Regions from separate parts of the Mus musculus genome. Here regions 1 and 2 are each linked to region 3. A link is a contact called in public Hi-C data. All regions are on one chromosome and are shown on one strand. The core of a region is the stretch at or near the end of the contact, and the rest is flanking DNA. Distances in the headings are between cores, read along the strand shown. Region 1 holds the start of Cdh7 (cadherin 7, type 2). Region 2 has its middle 54 kb from the start of Cdh7. Region 3 has its middle 150 kb from the start of Gm22159.

Evidence for each region. Hi-C and Micro-C count contacts between places; a contact is called where the count stands out from the background.
Region 1: a Hi-C map of cerebellar granule neurons shows a contact between it and region 3, with 4 times the contacts expected there. The contact joins the promoter of Cdh7 here to the enhancer-like site in region 3. A contact is called at or near these places in 1 of 39 promoter capture datasets (hippocampal neurons), 5 of 484 Hi-C or Micro-C datasets (brain, cerebellar granule neurons and cerebellum) and 1 of 9 other capture datasets (liver).
Region 2: a contact with region 3 is called in a Hi-C map of cerebellar granule neurons, with 2.7 times the contacts expected there. The contact joins two enhancer-like sites. A contact is called at or near these places in 4 of 484 Hi-C or Micro-C datasets (cerebellar granule neurons and cerebellum).

Annotation. Positions count from the first base shown.
Region 1 is chr1:109,981,678-109,985,555 of GRCm38.p6, forward strand. It overlaps Cdh7 (cadherin 7, type 2), which reads left to right and starts at 2,046. Exons shown (of 12, transcript NM_172853.3): 1 at 2,046-2,214.
Region 2 is chr1:109,927,864-109,931,804 of GRCm38.p6, forward strand. No RefSeq gene overlaps it. Among named protein-coding and RNA genes, the nearest start is that of Cdh7, 54 kb to the right of the region's middle. Within about 2 kb of position 1,903, at least 3 of the 459 cell types and tissues checked have an H3K27ac peak or open chromatin away from gene starts, as enhancers often do. A contact at or near this core is called in cerebellar granule neurons, where this site is marked.
Region 3 is chr1:109,470,379-109,473,896 of GRCm38.p6, forward strand. No RefSeq gene overlaps it. Among named protein-coding and RNA genes, the nearest start is that of Gm22159, 150 kb to the right of the region's middle. Within about 2 kb of position 1,488, at least 3 of the 459 cell types and tissues checked have an H3K27ac peak or open chromatin away from gene starts, as enhancers often do. A contact at or near this core is called in cerebellar granule neurons and cerebellum, where this site is marked.

The sequences.
Region 1 (3,878 bases), core at 796-3,295, 510 kb after region 3:
AAAGAAATGCACACTGATCTGTTCACCTCTCATCTCCCTGACTAAACACCAAGTCACCAGGTTAAATCAAGCACCCCACAGAGGCAAAACAAAACAAAACAAAACAAAAAACAAAACAAAACAAAACAAAACCGAGTTACATACAGATGGCTGCGTGCATTGTGAATAAAAACCCAGCTACTCTCTCTTTCCCCTCTTGCTGACCTCCAGAAGCTCCTAGATTCCACCATGCCTGGAAATCACACCCGTCAGAAGTTTTGCATTAAAGAGTACAGCAAGGGAGTACATATGCTGCAAGTAAAGAAAGAAAAAAGTAGGGCAGTCCGAGGAGAATGAAAGGGCAAAACTATCAAGCAATAAAATTGTAAGTTCTGGTTAGTTTTATGACTTCCATGGTGCCTCAAGAGCTTAATTGGTAAAGGTTTCTTAGACAGGCTGACGGGAGAGGGGAAGGCTTGAAAATAATTTCTTAAAACTCCCCTACTTTCTTGCTTTAAGATGCAAATACTTTGGTGGTGGGAGGGATGAGGGGGAGGCTTGAGGCCCTCCCACTTTCAACCTTCTTTATTTCTCTGCAAAGGAATCCATCTGCACTGATCAGTCATCCAGGAGCTGGAGGAGGATGCGCGCGCGCGCATGTGTGTGTGCATATGTGTGTGTGTGTGTGTGTGTGTGTGTGTGTGTGTGTGTGTGTGTGTGTGTGTGTGAGTGTATGTGTGTGTGTGTGTGTCTGTGTGTGTCTGTGTGTGTGTGTACGCGCGCGCGCGCATGCCGACTAAGCGTCTCTCTCTTGGCAATCTTAGCCAACAGCGCTTTCTGTTTCTCCAGGAGGTCCTGAAGTCTCTGTAGCCTCTCAGACAAGGTGCCAGTGGTAACCCGCGGCGATCTGCATCTCCCTCTAATGCGCACTCCCAAGTCGGCCCCTGCGCGCCCTCTCGCAGTCACCCGCGCTCGCCCTCCCGCCCTCTCCGGGGACGCGCGCTCTGGTTGGCTCCGGACTTGGTACCCTAGACTGTTGTGCAGAGGATTAGCGTGTGTGGGGGATGGGGGTGGAGGGTGGGGGTGGGAAGGGAAGAATAATGATGGCCCTTTTCGTCCCTATCAAGAGCGGGACCCTAGCATTCAATGACCCCCAGGGTCCTTGTGCCCTGCGGAGTGCGTTGTGATTGGAAGACGAGTAGGCTGCTGCGGGGCTGAGCAGGTGCCGGTCCGCTGCTTCTGTGTCTGCCCGGCGCTCATAGCTGGGAGCACAGCGTCCCTGAGCGCCCGTGGATCCCCCACCCCTTCCACCCCCTTGCCAAGTGCGCATTCTTTTAAATGCAAACGCCATGGTTTCAGGTGCCTGATGCTGCTGGCAGGGTAGAGAGGCCCCAGGTGAGTGTATGTGTGCCTCCTTTGGGGCTGGGGAGGTCGCCCTCGCAGAAGCGCGCCCTCGCTGCGCACCGCGGGGAGCCGGACAGATAAGTGAGCAAAGAGCGGGAGTAGGGGGGGAGGGTATCCGTGCGGAGTTTCCCGTGGCGTTCCCAAGTTACTGCGTGTTGTGTTGAGACGTGCTTCTGCCTGGCAGGACAGGCTTGAGGACTGAGTTCTCCCGAGATCCTCCAGGAAAGCAGTGTTGACAGACACCAGGTGCAACGCGAGGGAAGTAGTCAGGGTGAGAGTGAATCCCAATCCCAGCCCACTTCAAATGCAGAGGTAAACACTCGCCATCTCCACCGCTGTCCTCTAAGAGGTACCCAGCGGATCTTTCCGTGGACCTTGAACTGATGCTGGCACAACTCGGAGCAAATTGTGCCACCGCTTTCTGCAGAGGTCTGAGGCTGGAAGGAGGTGTGTGCCTTGTGTAAGCAGGAGCAGGATTCCTTTGAACCATCTGCCCTAGACCTCTTTGGCCTTATGTGAATGTGGAACTCAAGTATGGTTGCTCTTTTTTTCCCCCCTAGTAATTAGTATTCCGTTGGTCAGGTGCATCTTCAGGGTTTGCTTCCACTTCGCCTCTTTGTACCTTTGGTGTGAGCTGGGAAAAGGGCACCCTGCTTCTCTGGAATTCATTCTGGACTTGGACATCTTCGTGGGTTCACTTGGCACAAGGCTAGTTGCTGGTATTCAGCCTTCCAGCCTCCCAGCGTGGATTGATACAAAAGGACCTTAGCTTTGAATGGCTTCACGGTTTAGATCATTAACCCTTCGGATTTCTTAGATGTCATAGTTCAGGTAAGTAAAGATTACCAAAATAAATTAACCCTGAACTGGGGAAATCATAAGCTGTTAGGGAAAAAAAAAATCACAGATTTAGAATCTCTAGACTGTGAAAAATTTGCATAGTAATTCATTAATATTTGTAAAACACCTTTTACTTTGCAAGAGATATATTTAGGTCATGTATTAAATTCAATATTTATAAAAATAAGACTTACCCTCCACAATATCAGTGCCCAGCAGGTGTTTTGTTTTGTTTTTTACAGAGGTGGATTGACAGAACTTTAATCTCTCTTTACAGATAGGAAAATTTATTGTCATCGTATTGAAATTGCAAATTGACAGTATTTGCTGTTAAAGGTAGATTGCTAGTGCAAAAACCAAAAATGTATTTTTAGAGTTCTGTTGTAGTAGGAACCATTATTAAAAGGAAGTTTGTGTAGATGCACGGTCAGCAAAATCTAAGTAGTTTTGAGTCTTTATAAAGAGTTGTTAAGGGGAAGGAAGAACTAAGAGTAATTCCAACTGCACCTTCCAGAAACCCACTCAAACAGCTCGTTTTCTAAAGAACTGGTCAGACGTCATGTTGAGCCAAATGCTTGCTATTCTATGTGAAAGAGAAATGCATTCAAATGACTTTCTTTATTTTTACGGGCTATTTTGAAAAGCATGGAGTAACTGCAAAAGTATAGGTTGCTGGCCAGCAACTTCATGGTAATCTTCCTTGTGTACTCCTGTTTAATTGTCAGTGGCTAAGTGGAAGCTGTGAGGCAGCATCCAGTTTTAATAGTTTTATCTGAGTAAGCTTGCTGAAATTTTGTGTGTGGAAAGAGAAATAAAGCAAGAGGCACAGCCTATCACCCTCCTAGAAGCTATTCTAGTTTGTAGTGTTACTAAAAGGGCATTGTGCACTCTCAGTGTGAAGTATTACTGTAATTAAAGACTGCGATAGGTCATTAGAATTGCATTAACTATCAGTTGACAGATGCACACCTCTTCCTAAGTCTACTTTTATTGATTTAGTGTCAGAGAGTTGTTCTCTTTCTTATGAAAGGCTACTACAAGGCATCTATATTAGTGAAACGTACCCTTGAATTGACTCTCGGTTTTTAGCATCCAATAGGGAGAGAGGGTGGAGAACATATTTGTTGGCTACTGCTCAGCCTTCTTTGGTCTGAAAAATAAAACCACTGTCTCTTTTCAGGCATCATTTTCTTGCCAGCATTGCTATTATTCAGTATTTTGGTTTCTAAGTGGTATCAGGGGTCTAAACTTCTCAGACTGTATATAGATATCAAAAAAAAAAAAAAAAAAAAAAAAAAAGAAAAGAAAAAGAGAATGAATACATCTATGTGTCAAGTTAAATACTTTTCCAAATCTTTCAGAAAGGTGCTATATACTAAATCCTTAACTTGTTTTCTTTTGTACATATTATTGTTGAGTGATTCCAACCGTCCTGAATTTTATAAGGATTTATATTTATTGCTTCAACAGCTTGCAGTGCATCACAGTGTTCTTTCTTGGAAGGAAAAAGAAATAGAAAATGTTTTTTACTTCATTAGAAGGCTTCAAACCCATATCTTAAATTGAGAATTTTAGAAACTTCCAGACTAGCCTGCATGCACGAGTTAATTCCAAAGGGACAGAAATGCAAGTGTTTGTGCAGTGAATAAGAGAGT
Region 2 (3,941 bases), core at 653-3,152, 460 kb after region 3:
TTGTGTGAGGTACAATGAGTGCTTTCAGCTTTATTAAAGTTTATTTTATGAATGTGGGTGCTCTGGCTTTTGGAGCATACATGTTCATCTTTAGAGTTGATCTTGGTAGATTGTTCCTTTAATGAGTAGGAAGTTTTCTTCTGTTTCTTTTTTGATAACTCTAGGTTGAAAGTCTATATTATTAGATATTTGAATGGCTACTTCAGCTTGTTTCTTGTGACCATTTTCTTGCAAAAATGTTTTCTAGCCTTTCACTCTGAGGTACTGTCTCCCTTTGTCACTGAGGTGCATTTCCTTTGTGCAGCATAATGGGTCCTTTGGGTCCTGTTTATGTACCCAGTTTGTTAATCTATTTCTTTTCATTGGGGAATTGAGTCTATTGATATTAAGAAATATTAAGGAAAAGTTATTGTTGCTTCCTGTTATTTTTGTTGGTAGAGGTGGATTATGTTTATGTGGCTATCTTCATTTTGGTTTGTTAAAAGTAAATTTAAAGATTATTTTATTGTCGTTTTCTAGGGTGTAGTTTCCCTCCTTTGGTTGGAGTTTTACAATCATTACCCTTTGTAGGCCTGGAATTTTGGAAAGACAGTGTATAAATTTGTTTTTGTCATGGAATATCTTGGTTTCTCCATCTCTGTTAATTGAGAGTTTTGCTGGGTATAGTAGCCTAGGCCAGCATTTTTGTTCTCTTTGGGTCTGCATGACGTCTACTCAGGATGTTCTCACTTTTAGTCCTTGAGGAAAAGTCTGATATAATTCTGATATGCCTGCCATTATATGTTATTTGACCTTTTTCCCTTACTGTTTTTATATTCTTTCTTTGTTTTATCCATTTGGTGTTTTGATTAGTATGTGACAGGGGAATTTGTTTTCTGGTCCAATCTATTTAGAGATCTGTAGGCTTCTTTTATGTTCACGGGCATCCCTTTCTTTAGGTTTGGGAAGTTTTTGTTAATTGTGTTGAAGATATTTACAGGCCCTTTAAGTTGGGAATCTTTGCTTCTATACCTAGTATCCTTAAGTTTGGTCTTCTCATTGTGTCCTGGATTTCTTGGATGTTTTGGGTTAAAAGTTTTTTTTCCATTTTGCATTTTTTTAACAGTTGTGTCAATGTTTTCTATGGTGTCTTCTGCTCCTGAGATTCTCTCTTCTATCTCTTGTATTCTGTTGGTGATGTTTGCATCTATGACTTTTGATCTCTTTTCTAGGTTTTCTATCTCCAGAGTTGTCTCCCTTAGTGACTTCTTTATTCTTTCTATTTCCCGTTTAGATCCTTGATGTTATTTTTCAATTACTTCACCTGTTTGTTTGTGTATTCCTGTAATTTTTAAAGGGATTTTTGTATTTCCTCTTTATGGGATTCTACATGTTTACCTGTGTTCTCCTGTATTTCTTTCAGGGAGGTATTTATGACCTTGTAAAGTTCTCCATCAGCATCATGAGATATGATTTTAAATATATATCTTGCTTTTCTGGTGTGTTGAGATACCCAGGATTTCCTATAGTAGAAGAACTGGGTTCTGATGATGCCAAGTTGCCTTGCTTTCTGTCGGTAACATTCTTATGCTTATTCTTACCATCTCTTTGTCTCTGGTGTTAGTTGGTTTTGCTGTCTCTGACTATAGCTTGTATGTACTGTGGTTCTGTAAGCCTGTATCAGTACTCCTGGCAAGACCAGCTCTCTCCTGGCGGGATCACTTACAGAGGGCTGTGGAACACCTCCCAGCTCTTGGAGGAAAATGGTGACTGGAAGGATCCTGTCCCAGCTGCTCCACTATTCCAGTGTGCACTCCCTGATAGTCCCAATTTGGACAGTTATTGGAGAAAAAGTGGTGATTTCACCTCTGAGCTGAGGAGGGTGAGCACTCCTGGGAGATCAGCTCTGTCTTTGTAGATCTGCATACAGAGGGCTGTGGAACAGCCTCAGCTCTGTGGTACAGATGGAGATGGGAAGGATCTCATTCTGATCTTTTTAGCCATTGTTTGCTATGTATAATCAACAGAGATCCAATTTAACATCCTTAAGATTAGGTCTTCCTTGTACTTTACAAATTTAAGTTAACACTGAAACTTACACAAAATCGTCTTTGTAAAAGAATTGCATTCCAGAACATCAATGGTAAATATTTTAGCTATTATAGTGGCATAGCATGCCAAGAGCTATTCATATTCTACCTACCAGTACTGAGAGTGCTGACACTGCCAGCTGTCCAGCAAGTGATTCATTCTCTAAATCCCATTTTAGAATTTGTTTACTAAGACTGTTTCTGATACCAACTGTCCTAGATCAGGATGTCCTTGAAGATACAACATAAGACATAAGATCTGATAAAGAATATTTTCTCAAAGTCCTTTTAGCAAGGATGCTTGTAAGGATGGGAAGTATGAGAATGAGAGAAAAAGTAAGAAGCTGAGTGAACTGAAATGTTGCTCAAATCTCCCCAAGATGGATAGAAGCATTATTTTTTGTTTGTTTGTTTTTGTCCCCAAGTGACAGTTTACATACTTGTATTTGAAAGCCCCTGAATAAAGAAAAAAAATGAAGGTTACTATTTTTGCTAGTCCTGTTCAGAAAGGAATTGCCTCCTGCTATGTCTTAAATTGTTTCCCTCTCATAATATCAATGATCTATGTCTTACTTCACAGTGTAGCTTGATTATTTGCATAGGTTAAGGGGTATGGACCCCATTGTACTTTCTATATCTGGGTATCTTGATTTCCCACAATGATTGCTATGGTGACTGCAATTTGAGCAATGGAGGATTTTGGTACCTTTCCTAAGAATCAGATGTCAGTAGCTCTGTGGTTTATTTCTGTATCCTATATTATATTTTTCTGGTGTGCTACTCTTCTTTGTACAGGTATCATACTTCCTAAATTGTTTCAATATAACTATAGTAGTTTCACCATCTAGTATTATAATATATGCAAAGTAAGTCTTGTTTTCTTGGCTCAGATTAAATTTAGTTCATATACTTTGCTTTATTTTGAGGAATGTGAGTTTAAGACAACAATGTAAATGTTAGCAGTTCTTATGTCGTTGATCTCTTCCATGGTCTTCAGGGTTTTACATATGTAGCATACTAACAGATTCTGCAATAAACTCATAGACTTCTGTGGAAAATAATTCTTATTGCCATGTTCTTGTACCACAACTCATTGCCTCTTTGAAATCATGTTCCACAACAAATAGAGGTTATGATTGGACTAGGCAATAACAAATCTTTTTTATCAATGTCATTGCTCCCTAAATAACAGCTGATACCAGTGGTTTCCACAGCATGTATAGTATGTTATGTATTAAAGTCATTTACAATTAATATGAAAGATAGTATTAATTTGATGGAACTACTACTTAGCATTTGATATAAAAAACTTTGAGATTATATGAATTTTGTATTGTAGAACCAGTTCAGCATAGACACTAAAAGTGAGTGTATCTTCCCAGACCAGTGCACACATTTTTAATGCTATCATAAAAATCACATAATTTTCAAGAGATCGACAAAGCTCTTTATTTCAAAGTAATATTTCATAATTGTGTTGTAGGCTGTTCCTCTTGAGAATATAAAGTGATGTGTTTTGTAAATCATTATAAATTTTTGCATTTCATAATTGTTTTCTAGAGAAAAAAATTAACTCAAAGTAGTACATAATGGACTATATACTATAAATAAATTTTTAATTATTCTTTGCTTCTTACTTAAGAAAATCATTTATTTTGTATTTTTTCAGAGTTAATTTATACTTAAAATTTTAATTTATTTATATATGTATACATATATGTATACATATATAGTCATTTCTAATCTTTTATAATTTCACATCTTAAAGTTTCTTTCTCTCACTGCAACATATTTAAATGGTGTTAGCTGTAGAAAAGAAACTGGAAATATTACCTTCTATCTCCTAGACATCTTACTCTATTTGTTTTCATA
Region 3 (3,518 bases), core at 238-2,737:
CTCCTAACAGAATGAGTAAGAGTTGTATCTGACTGTTGCCCACATTTGGATACCTATCATCTAACTGGGCTCCCTTGCCTAGAAACAATCAGAGAAGATTCACCTAGAATTTGATCCATGGGTGGCTTCCTTTTTATTGAGGAGAAAGCAAGGATGAAAGGATGGTAGGGAAGTCAAGAAAGAGGGAGGGACTGGGAGAGAGGAGGGATATATGTATATTTGATGATGATATAAATTAAATAAATTAATTTAAATGTATATAATGCATATACATATTTTGATGAGCAGCAATATTTGTAAATTTTAAAACAATGATTTTTTTTTTTACTTTTTAATCACATCTTTTTTTTTTTTTTCTCAAACGCGGTAGAGCAAGAAATTATAAAAGTACCACATCATCTCAAATACTTGGAGGTTGGAGATTATTCTGGTGAAGAAACATATGCCTAGATAGGATACTTACTTGAAGCAACTTTTTGAAAATGTGTGGAAATAAAGTAAAATATATAGATAAAAATACATGAAAAGAAAGAATTAAACAACCAAAAGGAGTTGCAGTCCACTAATTATAAAGAAAATATAAACAACAAAATATGTTGAGAAAATATCATCTCACCATGTGGAAAAAATACTGTTTCCTTTCACATTTAAACATTCAGAATTTATTATCACATGATTTAGGTTCTAAATATATATGCATATACAATACATGTGTATTCCATATGTGACTATTACAAACTTAACAAGTCATGGCTATATGTGTTTCTAATATAGTTCATTACCCGTTCCTAAATTTTATATTATGGTTTTCAGACATTTAAATGATTTCATTTAAATTTATTTTCAAGACATGACATAAAATAAATGAAATGTTCCAATCTCCATGGCAGTTCTTAAAGAGCCCTGACTTGATATATCTTATATTTCTTGACCTTCAGAAGACATTGCACATCTAAGCATTAACAAAATGAAAATATTGATTATGTTGTTTTATAAAATAAAAGTATTATTCTTCTGGTTCTCTTTATAAACCTTTAAAACTCAAATTGGTTATGATAAGTCCAATGAACATCTCCTCTTCTCATTATCTCTCAAGTCATATTCTGCACAATTACATTTTCTCAGTATAATGACGGAAGCTTTACTCTAGGAAGCATGTGAGGCATTAAATATGAGGCAGAAGCAGAAACACAGAAATTCCCTAACTGTGGTCTGTGGTTGCAGCCAAGTAAGATAATTCACTTATAAATTACCACCTTTGTAACTGCAGGTAGTAGAAGATGAGCGGGTGTTCACCATCTGTGGCTAATTTTATTTTCCATTGATATGAAGAGTCATTTTTAAGCATCTCTTATGTTGTAACTTCCATTCCAAAATGGATTCACCATGTGGCAGTTACAGAGCAAATGGACATACGTATGCAATTCAGACAAATCTTGGCACCATTTCCTTCCCAGGTTGCTGTCATTTCCTGAACCCAGTGTAGTTTGCCCTCTTTGCAATCCGCTCCACTTGGAAGCCAGCATCCCTCCCACTTTTGGCAGTGAGAGGACGTCTGTGAACACTGGCCAGCCTTGGCTGTTTGTGCAGCAGATGTTTGGGAAGTCTTGTTTTTTAAATTTGTAGCCTCTATAGAATAAAAGTCAGGGTTTAAAATATGTTTCTCTGATTACATTTTCTATTATTTTGATAGTTTTGCATTCACTTGACACGTATTTCTTAATGATGAATCACAATAACTGGATCTTTTCTGTCTTTATTTTTTATTTTTTTTTTTTTTTAGAAAAGGAGTATGAGTTCAAAGTATAACTAAAAGTGCTCTCTATTTATACAGAGAGAGACATAAAACCACAGTATTTCACAGAAAAAATGTGCAAAAATACAGCTTAATGTCTATAGTACATCACAGATTTTATGGTAACATAATAACATGGTATTTTATTGAGCACAGTTTAATAGGGATTTTGAAGTAAACAATTACTAAGTGGGTGTGTGTGAAAATTGGTTACCACATATGAAACAATGGAGAAAAAATGTGGACAAGAGGAAAGAGACACAGCATGTAACATTTAAGAGCAAAATACTACGATGTGCATTATCCTGGACGTTAAAAGGTATTGAAAAGGATAGAGGTTATTTAAATAATTCAATGCAGAGTTGAGGTTGTGATGTGTATGTTTTGATCCCATTTAAATTACCCACCATTCAGACACTCCTACTTTTATTTCTAACATGTTTAGGTAACACCCTTTTTGTCTATGTTAGGGTTTTATTTCTGTGATCAAACCATGAACAGAAACAGCTTTGGACAGAAGATGTTTATTTGGCTTACATACTCTGGTTCATATTCGATTGAATGAAGATATGCTGAACCTTAGACCATGGAGGCATGCTGTTTGTTGGCTTGTTCTCCAGGGCCTAATCAGCTTGATTTCTATACAATTCAGAATCACCTAACCAAGGGTAGCGCAGACAGTGGACCACTCTTTACCTATCAATCTCAAATCTAAAACATGAACCAAAGTTCTAGTTAAAAAATCAATCTTTTTGATGCATTTTCTCAATTGATGTTTCTTTTTCCAGAGGATTCTAGCTTGTGTCTGGTTCAAAGAACTAAACACTTTGCTTTTAATTTTCAATTATAATAGAGTGAGTTTTGATCTTTCCTGCCTCCATAACCCCAAACTGGATATTTTTATTCAGAAGATATAGAAATATTGTTGCTTTTTGACAGTGCAGAGAGATGGCTTCTTTCCTTGTTCTGAGATTTTAAAATTCACATTAAAAATTGGTTAAAAGATTATCATAAGGCTGTTAAAGTGGCTCTGTACTGATAATCTGATTTCCAACCTTGGGACTCACATCATTACAATCAAGAACAAATTGACTCCCTTTGCTTGTTTTCTGAAATCAACTCACATACACTGCTACATGTATACCTCATCATAGAACCCCTACTAAATGAATAAAACCTAATAACCAATTTAAAAAGTTAAATAGTGTCATTTTCTTTTTTTAGATGAAATGTATTTTATTTTATCACAATGGCTTATTAAATTACCCAAAGCATACAAATACAGACTGAATGAGCATATGCTAGAATCACCGTGAAACACATCCCTATACTGTATAAAGGTTTATGTATAAAGTATCAATGGAACATAGTCTTCAGTCCCCATTGATATGAGATATGTTTCTTTATACATGAAAGGATTCAGCAGTAGTATGAAGGTCTGATATTCTAAAGGCAGCACAACTAACACTTTCATTTAAAAAAAAAAAAAAGATTTGTTTTACTTCTACAGTTAATGTGCATATATGTGTATGTATGTGTAAAACTGTGCACATGGGAGGGTAGGTGCCCATGGAGTCCAGATAATAGTGTCTGTAGGCTCAGATTCGTCAAAATCTACTTTAGGGTTCTTAAATGCGTCAATCTTCATTCTAGCCCCCTGAACCAGAGGTAGGGGAGAAAGATGGTTAGTAGGAAAAAGGGGTTGGGGACCTGTTTAGGAGTA